4 separate regions of the Mus musculus genome follow, and regions 1, 2 and 4 are each linked to region 3. Evidence: chromatin contacts called from public Hi-C data. All regions are on one chromosome and are shown on one strand. The core of a region is the stretch at or near the end of the contact, and the rest is flanking DNA. Distances in the headings are between cores, read along the strand shown. Region 1 holds the start of Evi5l (ecotropic viral integration site 5 like). Region 2 overlaps Gm6410 (a long non-coding RNA gene). Region 3 holds the start of Arglu1 (arginine and glutamate rich 1). Region 4 holds the start of Zfp958 (zinc finger protein 958).

Region 1 (2,740 bases), core at 12-2,511, 4.5 Mb before region 3:
TCTATGACACATCCTTCCTTGCCCCACCCTGTCCAAGGCCCATAACCCACACCCTGGAGTCATCCTCTTCTCAAGTCTTGTAGCTGTCAATGATGGGTCATACATGCTCTCTGCCCTCACTTACTTATTAAAAGAATCTAGGATCTGGCCAAGGTGGTGAGTGGAAGGTGAAAAGTGGGAGGATCTGGAGTTCAAAGTCACCCTCTGCTACACAGAAAATTTTGAGGTCATCCTAAGACTACAATAGACTCTGTCTCAAAAATTAAAATAAAAAAAAAATAAAAACAAAGTGGAAGGAGAAAGGGGAGGAGGAAAAAAACGAGGACAAGGGGGAGTCGGCAAAAGAACCAAGGTCCCATTCATTCATTCATTCTTCAAGCCTTTAAAGCAGCTCTCACGTGTGCGGCTCTGGACCCAAAGGAGACCTGACACCCCCTCCGCCGCTCTATACCCCATCCCCGCCCCGCCCCGCCCCGTCCCAGGAGAGATAATGGTTGGGGCAAATGAAGGATGCAATCGGCGTTTTGATGCCAGATTCACCCAGCAAGGGTAGGACCTGACCTAACCACCCGGCCACCACAGAGATGCTGGCTCTGAAGAGAGGCCTTCTGCATACGCCCGATCTAAAACCCAAGCCAGGAGCCCGGCCCTTGTCTGGTCCCGCCTATCCTTGCACCGAGACACGCCTCCTCATTAACTCCTCCATTTCATTCAGCCCATGGCCTTAAGTCCTACCGCCCAGGACGCCAACCTCATTCCCAGTCTCACGACTCCATTGGTCAAATACAAGAGCCCGCCTTCCATCAGTGTCGCTGACTGCTTAGAAGTCAGGATCTCTTTCACAGCACACCCCTCCCATCTCAACAGTTACCAGGGACGAGGTTTGAAGAGCAGATAGTAATGGACGGCTCAGAACCTCTCATGATTGGGTAGAATTCCAGCTCTGGGCGGGGCTTAGTGCTTTCAGCTAAGGGTTGCTCAAGGCCTCAGCTTTCCTTCCGAGGCACACCTCTCGCCCATCACTATTAGTAGTTTAGGTGTCGATCAATATTATTACTTATTTTGATAGGTAAAATTAGATGTCCATCACAGATTCTCTCATTTCAATTCGCTCCTCTCCTCAGAGAACCGTAGCCAGGGTCCGCCTCACGGGGTGGCTATGGATTGGTCAGGTCTTATGTCATTCTTCTACAGTGGGCGGAGCCAAAGGCCTAAGGGGGCGGTGAATTGGTTGACTGGGCTGGGGGGCGGGGGGCGGGGCAGCGGCTCCTGTCAGCGGGTGAAATGGCAGTGGCGGAGCCAGCGACGGCCGCGGTCCCCGGGGGTGGCTGATTGAAAGGGGCCGGGCCGCGGGGTTTGCGGGACCCTCGAGCAGACGTGACCGTGGGTCGGGGCATCGGACGACACAGCGCAGGGACAGCGAGGCTCGGCGCGGCGATGGAGGCGCTCTCGGCGCAGGTAGGGCGGCCCGAACCGGGCCTCTTCTCCTTGGGGGCGTCAGTGCTGCGGGGCCCCGCGGGGAAGCCAAACCAGGAGCGTGACCTGGGGTCGCCTCGCCTCCAGAATCCACGCTGGGAGCCTTGGCATTCCCAGTCCCGGACCCTGGAACTCCGGCCTCCGCCCACCCTCCTTCCCGATCCCCTCAGGATCCCTCCCAGGGCTCCTAAGACCCAGTGTCTCTTCGCGACGTCCCCCACAGGCTCAGGACCTCTGTACATCTTTCCCAAGACTCCTCTGTTAGAATCTGTCCAGGGCTTCCCCATCCCCCAGTCTGCAGACCTGCCCCCCCCCACACACACACACCATGAGCGTCTCCTTTCCAATCCACAACCACCACCACCACCACCCCGAGTCCCAGGACCCCTCCCATCTGCACATCTCTTGCCTTTACATCCCCCTAAACCTCCCACTTGGCTTCCTGTCTTCTGTGTCTGGCCTACACCCTCATCCTCTCCAAGGAGACCAAGATCAGAGCCCTATACTCTTTCTTTCTGACTCCACAGAAACCCATGCCTCACCTCTTAAACGGAAAGATTCCCAACTGAATCCAGAGACATCAGCTCAGCCTGCTCACTTGGCACCCCTCCTGCTCAAGGGCTCCAATAAAAACAAAAACAAAAAAAACATCACTTCTAGTCTTCTGAGAAGACTATACACTGTTGCTGATCTTGAGCCATCTAGATGGCATCTTCCTGAAGAAATGAACACTCAGGACTTCCCAAAAGACCAAAAGATAGTGCTGAATCCCATCCCCCATAGACACACCCTCCCCATCCATCTTTCTGATACAGAGTGGGGTCATTTAGATACCCCTAAATATACAGGAACCTAAGGGCCCAACCCAGACCCAGGCCCATGAGTGCTCTCCCCCCCCCATCTCTCTCTCTCTCTCTCTCTCTCTCTCTCACACACACACACACACACACACACACACACATGAGAACTTCTATACACCTTCTTGAGCCCAGTACCCTCAACAGACCTCCTAACTCAGACAAAAGACAGAAGATTGTGAGGTGGCAAGCTCTGTCCCCAGCACCTAGCCTGTCCCTTCCACCCCATTCTCTTTGAGTTGGGACTCCAGGGCGTGTCAGGGCCTAAGATCTACCTACCACAAATCTCTCCCCCCCCTCTCTCTTTCTTATCCTTTTTAATAGGAAGGACATTCTTTCCTACACCAGTGTCCCAAAAGGAACCAGTGCCCATCTCCAAATCAATGGCACCTCCCTATACATACCAT
Region 2 (2,875 bases), core at 169-2,668, 4.0 Mb before region 3:
TGTGTCTGCTGTATGTTATGTGATTTAGGGACAGAGACCAAATGTTGAATGTATGGGTGGCATGAGAATTCGCGTGGTAGCGGAACCGCAGCCTGGACTTCCGGTCCTCTAGCCCGCCGGCGCAGCAGTGCATGCGCAGATTCCCCGTCCTCGAATATTCCTCCGTTCCGCGGTTTCTCCGCCTCGACACGCCCCCCCTGCCGTTCAATGACCGGGGATTGGAAACCCGTGCCGTCAGTCACTGGCCAGCGGGCGGGGCTTCCTACCATCTCATGTCAGTGCAGTTGCTGTCATGGCCTTGCCTCAGCTCCTTTATTCACGGGAATCCCCCTGCCTCACTCTCACACCCGCTGTCATCCCCCGCCCCGTGCCTCAGCTGCAGACAGTGATTCCGTTTCCCGCTCCCGCTTCGCTCCTCAGCCGCCGCCGCAGAGGGGCTCCCGCCGCCCACTGGAAGCCTCTCCGTGCCGTCAGTCACGGTGCCATTCGGTACGACCGGAAACAGCGAGCAGGACGGGGCACGCATGAGGCGAAGCTTCCTGACTGGACTGCATCTCCCATCAACCCCTGCGGCCGCAGCAGACCGATCGGACTTCCTGTCCGGGCCGGAGGCACATCCTGTCTGGCGCAGAAAGTTATGGTTCAATAATTCTAGTGCATGCTGGGAGTTGTAGTTACTTCCCTCCTCGCGCGGGATCTCCTGTTTGCCACAGGAAGTGAGGTGGCGGTAGCCCCTAGGCATGCTAGGAGTCGTAATTCTGTCCCAGTCCCGGGTTTGGGTCCTCTGAGCCCCGCGAGGTTTTTCTCTGATTGGCGAGCACAGCTCAGTGGGCGGAGACGGTGATTGACAGGCGGAGGGGGCGGCTACATCACTGCGTTTGTTTATATATTGAGAAAAGAAAAATAAAGCGCAAGCCCCTGCCTCAGTCAAGGCCAAGCGGGCGGGGCTTCCTGCTGCGTACCGGAAGTCTCTCTCCTGTTGTCTCAGGTCCGTGCAGTCACGGTCATCCCCCTGCCTCAGTTCCTTCCTTACTCACAGGAATCCCCCTGCCTCACTCTTACACCTGCTGTAAATTCCGCCTCAGCTGAAGACAGACAGTGAATTCGGTTCCTGAGCCCGCTTCCGCGTTCTGACTCCTGTGACGTCAGAGCCGGCATCATCGAGGTGTGCGCGCACTGCCACGCCCACTGACGTAGACTTTGACGCCGAGGCCGGGGTTTCCCCGTCCCAACGGTAACTGCCGCGACCCATGCGCCCCGGTCGCTCGGTGACCCCAATGTCAGTCAGACGCCTCCGTTCCCACAGCCGCCGTGACGTGGTAGGTCACAGCCGCTGCCGACACGTCTTTATGTCACACCCACTACACCTAGATCACGCCCACACGGCTTTAATGCTGTTCCCACTACACTCAAGCCACACCCATTACACTCAGGCCAAGCCTACACAGCTTCATGCCCTGCCCAATACTCTCAGGCCACTACTACAGGACTTTAGGCCCCGCCCACAACACTCAGGCTATGCCCACAGGGCTTTATGCCTCTTCCACACATCCTTAGGCAACTCACACACATCTTTAGGACACTCACATCTTTTGGACACTTCCACTATACTCAGGCCCCTCCCACACAACGTTAGGCCCTCCCAGTACACTCAGCCCCCTCCCACACATCTTTAGGCCCTCCCACTACACTCAGGCCCCTACCACACTTTTTTAGGCCACTCCTACACATCTTTAGGACCCTCTCACTACACTCAGGCCCCTCCCACACGTCTTTATGACACTCCCACACATCTTTAGGACCCGCCCACTATACTCAGGCCCCTCCCACACATTTTAGGACACTCCCACACATCTTTAGGACCTTCCCACTACATTCAGGCCCCTCCCACACATCCTTAGGATCCTCCCACTACACTCAGGCTCCTCTCACACATCTTTAGGACACTTACATAGTCAGAACACGCCCCCAAATTTACATATACATTTACATAGACAGTTAGAACACGCCCCCAAATTTACAGAGACAGAACACACCTCAAATTAGGCCCGCCCAGACACTTTTAGGCCACTCCATAACATCTTTGGGCCCGCCCAGACATCTTTAGGCCACTCCCACACATCTTTAGGCCTGCCCACACATTGGTAGGCCCGCCCACATAGACATTTACATAGACACTGAGAACATGCCCACAAATTTACAGAGATATTTATGTAGACATTTACATAGTTACTCAGAACACAACCACAAATACACATAGACATTTACATAGACAGCGAGGACACATCCACAAATTTACATAGACATTTACATAGTCACTGAGAAGGACTGGCTGACTTCTGAATCTTTTTTTTGTTTCTTCATGTTAGGTTTGAGGAGGACACCCTACCCACGTGGCTATCCTCAGTTGCGAGTCACTGTGGGAATTATCCCAGTTGTCTTTTGGTCTTTTCATATATGTAAATGTATTTATAAATGCACATACAAATGATATGTAATTGTATATGCAATGTGCACGCAAGTGTACATGTAAATGCATATGTGAATAAGCAAATATGCAAATGATATTCATGCCCATGCTTTCAAATGCCACGCCCACCCTCATTTAGGCCATGCCCATGCAGCTTCAGAACATGCCCACCCTCCTTTAGGCCAAGCACACTACTCTGAGACCACGCCCATCCTCCTTCAGGGCACACCCACTACTCTCAGACCATGCCCATACTCCTTTAGGACACTTCCACTACAGAAAACACCCACAGATCTTCAGTCTACTCCCACTATTCAACAACAATGCCCTCAATTGGTCAGGACACACCCATACTTCCTAATGCCACACCAATCCTATCCAGACCACGCCCACCCATAATTCTTT
Region 3 (2,700 bases), core at 186-2,685:
CTATGTGGCCAAGGTGTACTGAGAAACAGTACAAGCCAAGACCCCAGTTCCACTACAGTGCTTCGCTGTGTTCAATCCCTTACCTCCCTCCTAGGGGCTTCTGGAAAACCTGCCTACCACAAAAATCTGCCTTCTATTTTTTTGCAGAAAATAGAAACCCCTACACAAGTCATATACACAAACTACCTAGTTCCTGCTTCATAACCACTTATTCAAGTCTTCAGTTAATTACTCCGGAAACGATGGCTGGCTTAACAGGGAACACATATGCTTAGTATTATTGCTCCACGTGGCTGGGGCGGGGGGGGGGAGGGGGGCTGGGCACATCTTTTTTAAAAAAGTACTTCACAACGTTCAAGTTTACTCTGGTTGGGTCATCAACACCTACTTTCACATCGAAAGCCGCCTCACTCAAAACCACGTGATCTTCCCCCAAATTTCAAGTCCAGTCCCCTGATGGGAACCGGTTTTGCCCTAAGTGAAAAATTCGGATAAGAGCGCTCTGAAACTAGAAGCATTTAGGCGGGCAAACAGCAGGGTCAACAGTAGGGTCAAGCATGCTCACTAGAGGGGCTGAGGCCAAGACAAAAAAGAGAGGGGCCGGAGAGGCACCCCGGGTGTCCGCTGCAACTTTGTGCATCTGTCTTTGAACGACCGTATGAAAGGAGGTTCAGAAAGGGCCCACACTCTCAAGCCGGGCGCGCCCCGGGACGGACCCCCGCACAGGTGCCCTGCGCTCCAACGCCTCGGGCCCGGGGATCCGCAGCCCCGCCAACCTCCCGCCTCGCGCCCTCAACTCGGACTTCCGGGCCGGCGCTCCCGCCCCACCCGGCCCCCGTGAGCGCGCCCCGCGCCTCCAGCCGCGCGCCCCTCACATTTTTCGCTGTCGCTCGAACTCCGCCTTCTTCTCCTCCTCCTCGCGCTTCTGCTTCTCGTCCAGGCTGCTGCGCTTGCTCACCGTGCGCCCGAAGATGTCGATGCGGTCGGGCGGGGACGAGGCGCGCTCCCGCTCGCGCCGGGATGCCGCCGCGTTGGTGGAGCGCGAGCGGGAGCGCGACTCCCGCCGCCGGTTCCGTTTGCTCTCCCGGGACTTGGAGCGCTTCCGCACCCGCTCCTTGTCCCGCGAGCGCGAGCGCGAGCGGCTGCGCTTCTTGTTGTGCTTGGAGCTCTTGGTGTGCTTAGAGCGGGACGAGCTCCGGCTCCGCGACCGGCCCATCCTCGCGCCGCGCGGCGCCCGCCGCCTGTCGCCCGCTGCCCGCCGCAGGCCGCCCCCTCGCCGCTGGGAAGCGCGGCCCCCCGCCCGCGGACCCTCCGCCTCGCCCCAAGCGCACCCGCCACGCACACGGCCGCCTCCGCCGCGAAGGCCTAGCAGGCCCGGCCCGGAGTCCCTAAGATGGCAGCTGTGGCAGCACCGGCCGCCCTTCCCACAATGCCCCGCGCCGAGCGTGCCGGCACGAGCCCCGCCCCCTGACGACGTCGCCTAGGAGGGCCGGCGAATGCGGCCGAGCGCGCTCGGCTCTTTCCGCCGCTGCGTGGCAACTAAAGAGAAGAATGCTGGCCAGCCTTCAGGTCTTTAACTTTCACCTCAACAAGACCCACGAAAACCTTAGGAGTTGGAGAATATTTATGATGAGCCTTGGCTGAAAGACAGGATAAGGCCCGAGTAATTGGGAAAGTCCTGTTGTTTCCTTAGCCAGCATTGAGAATGTATCAATTGTGAGTTGGATGTGGTGGTACATGCCCAGAATTTTAGCCCCTAGAAGATGGATCAGAAGGACCAGTTGTCCAAGGTCAGCCTTGGCTATTTAGTAAGTTGGAGGCCAGCTGGGGTTGCACACATACATACATACATACATGCATGCATACATACCAACCAGAACAATTAATAAATTGTTAATAATTTATTGTAAACAAACAATAAATTAGAACAATGCCCAGAGGAGTCCCAAGTTTTCTTAAGAATGTATATGTTAGAGCCAGTTAAATGCTCTTAATAAAGTTTTATTTAAAAGGTTACAGTTTTGTGGATTTTGCCAGCCTGGACTACATAATGAGCTCAAGGCCTAGTCCCAGAGAGCAATAGCTCTCTTTAAAGACATCGAAAAGAAAAATGGGTAGTGGCCTATCTCAATGAGTCTTTTAGTTTTTGAGCTGCTATAGCAAAATACCAATGACTCATTATTTTATACCCAAGAGAAAGTTGTTTCCTACAGTTCTGGAGGCTGAGAACTCTATTAAGTAGTGGATCTGTTTGTGCTAAGGATTCTGTCTGAGCTTCCAGCAGGAGACCTTAGGAGGGGAAAAGAATGCATAAGATAAGGGTTCCCTTGTAAACATCTTAAGAACACTAGGCCAAAAAAACCCCAACCAAACAAAACACACACACACAAAACACACTAGTTGCATTTTTTTTTAAACCAAAGCCCCAGGGCTTACTCTCTTTCCCAAAGGGCCCACCTTTTAATGCTGAAACATTGCATATTAGGTCCAATTCATGAAGTTTAGAGGAAGGGTTCTTCTGGAGGTTCAAAGGCAGTAAGGATTCCACTCTACCTCTCTGTATGTGTGTGTATGTGTAGGTTTTTTTGAGACAGTTTCTCTCTGCAGCCCTGGACAGCTCTGTGGTCTATCATGGAACTAGCTTTGTAGTCCAGTTTGATCTGGAATTCAGAGATCTGCCTGCCTCTGCCTCCCAAATGC
Region 4 (2,778 bases), core at 37-2,536, 4.1 Mb before region 3:
CCTCTCAACTCTCCTCCAAACTCCTCCCAATTCCTCAGCTAGCTGTTAAAAGCCCCCTACTGTCACTGCTCGGGGTCTTACATCATCGGAAGTAGGCTTTGGTAAATTGTTTAAGGAAGCCTTTAAATAAAAAGAATTAAAATAGTTTAAATTTATGCTTTGAAGATTTACAAAAAATCAGGTACTAAATGTTAAACAATAACTGACCTTAAAAATGTATTAATTTCTTCTTGGAAATTTGCCACTAGCCTTAGATGATTTTTATTGTGCCAAATAACAATGATGTTACTGAAAGGAAATAAAACTGTAATTCATGTAATGTATGTTAAATAGCCCAAAGAGTTGTTTGTGAGCTTTGAAACCTGGGGCTGAGAACACAGCAGAACAGACCAGGACATGCCCGGGCAAGCCCATCGCCTCCCTAGCTCCCACCCCTCTGACCTAAGTTAAATGTTACAGGCTGCTGATGTTTAAATGGACCAATCATGTGAAACCGCGCCAATTCCTCCCCCAGCCCCACTCCTTTTCTATAAAAACCCCTAGCTTCCAAGCCTCGTGGTCGAATCCACTGTCTCCTGTTGTGTGAGATACGTTTCGACCCGGAGCTCCGCCATTAAAAAACCTCTTGTTGTTACATCAAGGTGTTGTGTTCTATTCGCGATTCTTGGGTGCACGCCGAATCGGGAGCTGAGTGGGGGTTTCCCCACTGAGTTCTTTCATTACCTGTTCTATCCGTGATTGCGTCAATGAACACACTTTTTGAGAAGTTGTAATTCTTGGATGATTCTGTATTTTATTGTGCCAAATGACTATGATGATATATGTTCTATCTGACTGCTTCACTGAACACATCTGCTCAGAGTTGTAATATTTGTTTCTTTATGCATAAAAACCCTTGCATGAGGACTGCAAAATATATTCAGATTCAAACTGCCTCTGTGTTTGTTTTGTCACCGCCAAATCCTTACCCACCTAGCCTTCGAGGATCCTCTTCCCAGGAACCCTCATACCCGACTGGGGTGGTCCGTGGCAGGGCCTCCCTAAGGGCTGGCTGTGGTAGCTATTGGAGGACAAGAAAAAGTGCTATTGAAATGCGAATCTCTGCATATCTGGGAAAGGTCGGTCCTCGGCGTGGAAGCCTGGCCCAGGAACCACTATGCTCTGTCTCTTTAACACACTCTAACCCAAAGGGATGTGTTCCTGTCACTCAAGACTCATTGGCCAATCAGGTTCTCCAGGAAGGCCTCTCAGTCAGAAGAGGCGGGTTCTTCCGGGTGCCATACTGCAAGTCCAGCTCCGCCGCTGAGAAGCTCGAACGGTTCCGTGTGACGTGCTCTGTGTACTGCTGTTTGGTGCGGCTAGGAGAGCTCAGGCAAGCTCTGCAGTCACGGCATGGTGAGAGCAGGGTCACTTCCCCACGGCAAGGGGAAGAGCAGCCGGAGTGAGAGTGGTGGGTCCTCCCCAGAGGCTGGGTGGGAAGGCACAAGGACTTTGGAAATGCGGATCTTTGTATATCTGGAAATGGTCTGGCCCTGGACACTTCAGCACGCTCCAACCCTAACGGAGGTACTCAAGATGTTCAAGACTTGTTGGTCAATCAGGGCCTGCAGGCACACCTGCCAGTCAGAAGAGGAGGAGGGTCTCCCCCCCCCCCCCAGCTCCCCCGGGGTGCCCTGCTGCAGGTTCCGTTCTGTAGCTGAGCAGGTTTGACTGATCTGGTGTGCTGTGCTCTGTGTGCTGCTGCTGGATGCTGTGAGGGGAAATCAGACAAGATCCAAAATCTTGATATTGTGAGCGCAAGGTCATAGTCTGCAAAGGGGAGAAGCAGGCGACTGAGCAGCTGGGAGCTGGAGTGGTAGGTCCTTCCTGGGGCTGAGTGGGAAGCGGCAGCCTGTTGCACCCCCTCTGGTCTCTAGTCACTCCCTGGACCTCGTGGTGGCCTCAGAATTACTTCACTTTGGAGGCTGGATCAGTGCATTTGAAGCAGGGTCTTCTGTGTAGAAACATCCTTGGCAGGAAGACAAACTTGGATAGCCCTAGTTTCTCTAGTGTCTTCTACAAGTTCTTAGCATTTAACATTTAGGTGTAAGATCCATTTGGAGTTAATCTTGTGGAGGTTGTACAAGGTATCTCAAGTGCTGTGTAGCAGCACTCCAATATCTAGCTGTAATGTAGAAGATGATGTGAAGTAGTTACCAGTGCTTAGAAAGAGTAAGTGATATCAAATAATTTTTTTTTCTTTGCTTTTTCGAGACAGGGTTTCTCTGTGTAGCTCTGGCTGTCCTGGAACTCACTTTGTAGACCAGGCTGGCCTCGAACTCAGAAATCTGCCTGCCTCTACCTCCTAAGTGCTGGTATTAAAGGCGTGAGCCACCACCGCCCGGCTATCAAGCTAAGACTTCCTACAGAGAAGTAGTATGCTAACCAGACCTGTTAGAGATTAAGATGCTAGGATACACATGTTTGTTGACTAGGATTGTCCTGAAATATGGTTCCAAACCATAACAAAGGACACTCCCCTGATTTACAACCAGCCACTAGGTCTAAAAACAGGCCTCTATCAAGCTGCTCTCAGGGGGCATTACAGGGTCATAACCAACTGGTTAAGAGCACTGACTGCTCTTCCAGAGGTCCTGAGTTCAAATCCCAGCAACCACATGGTGACTCACAACCATCTGTAATGGGATCTGATGCCCTCTTCTGGTATGCATGAAGACAGCTACAGTGTACTCATATAAATAACAAATAAGTAAATCTTTAAAAAAGAAAGAAAGAAAT

The links. A called contact is a pair of places that touch in the nucleus more often than the background predicts.
Region 1: a contact with region 3 is called in a Hi-C map of CD8 T cells, with 4 times the contacts expected there. The contact joins the promoter of Evi5l here to the promoter of Arglu1 in region 3. A contact is called at or near these places in 2 of 484 Hi-C or Micro-C datasets (CD4 T cells and CD8 T cells).
Region 2: a contact with region 3 is called in a Hi-C map of B cells, with 7 read pairs. The contact joins the enhancer-like site here to the promoter of Arglu1 in region 3. A contact is called at or near these places in 10 of 484 Hi-C or Micro-C datasets (B cells, CD4 T cells, CD8 T cells and 5 more).
Region 4: a contact with region 3 is called in a Hi-C map of B cells, with 6 read pairs. The contact joins the promoter of Zfp958 here to the promoter of Arglu1 in region 3. A contact is called at or near these places in 2 of 484 Hi-C or Micro-C datasets (B cells and CD4 T cells).

What each region holds. Positions count from the first base shown.
Region 1 is chr8:4,165,306-4,168,045 of GRCm38.p6, forward strand. It overlaps Evi5l (ecotropic viral integration site 5 like), which reads left to right and starts at 1,262. Exons shown (of 20, transcript NM_001346730.2): 1 at 1,262-1,458. All of the region lies in intron 4 of 4932443L11Rik (a long non-coding RNA gene), which reads right to left.
Region 2 is chr8:4,677,248-4,680,122 of GRCm38.p6, forward strand. It overlaps Gm6410 (a long non-coding RNA gene), which reads left to right. Exons shown (of 2, transcript XR_378684.4): 1 at 1-1,319. Among named protein-coding and RNA genes, the nearest start is that of Gm6410, 3.8 kb to the left of the region's middle. Within about 2 kb of position 1,419, at least 411 of the 459 cell types and tissues checked have an H3K27ac peak or open chromatin away from gene starts, as enhancers often do. A contact at or near this core is called in B cells, CD8 T cells, erythroblasts and 4 more, where this site is marked.
Region 3 is chr8:8,689,102-8,691,801 of GRCm38.p6, forward strand. It overlaps Arglu1 (arginine and glutamate rich 1), which reads right to left and starts at 1,436. Exons shown (of 4, transcript NM_176849.3): 1 at 876-1,436. The coding sequence starts at 1,216. It overlaps Mir7654 (microRNA 7654), which reads right to left and starts at 1,061; the gene lies at 992-1,061.
Region 4 is chr8:4,611,884-4,614,661 of GRCm38.p6, forward strand. Zfp958 (zinc finger protein 958) reads left to right here and starts at 1,287. Exons shown (of 4, transcript NM_145591.5): 1 at 1,287-1,395. The coding sequence starts at 1,393.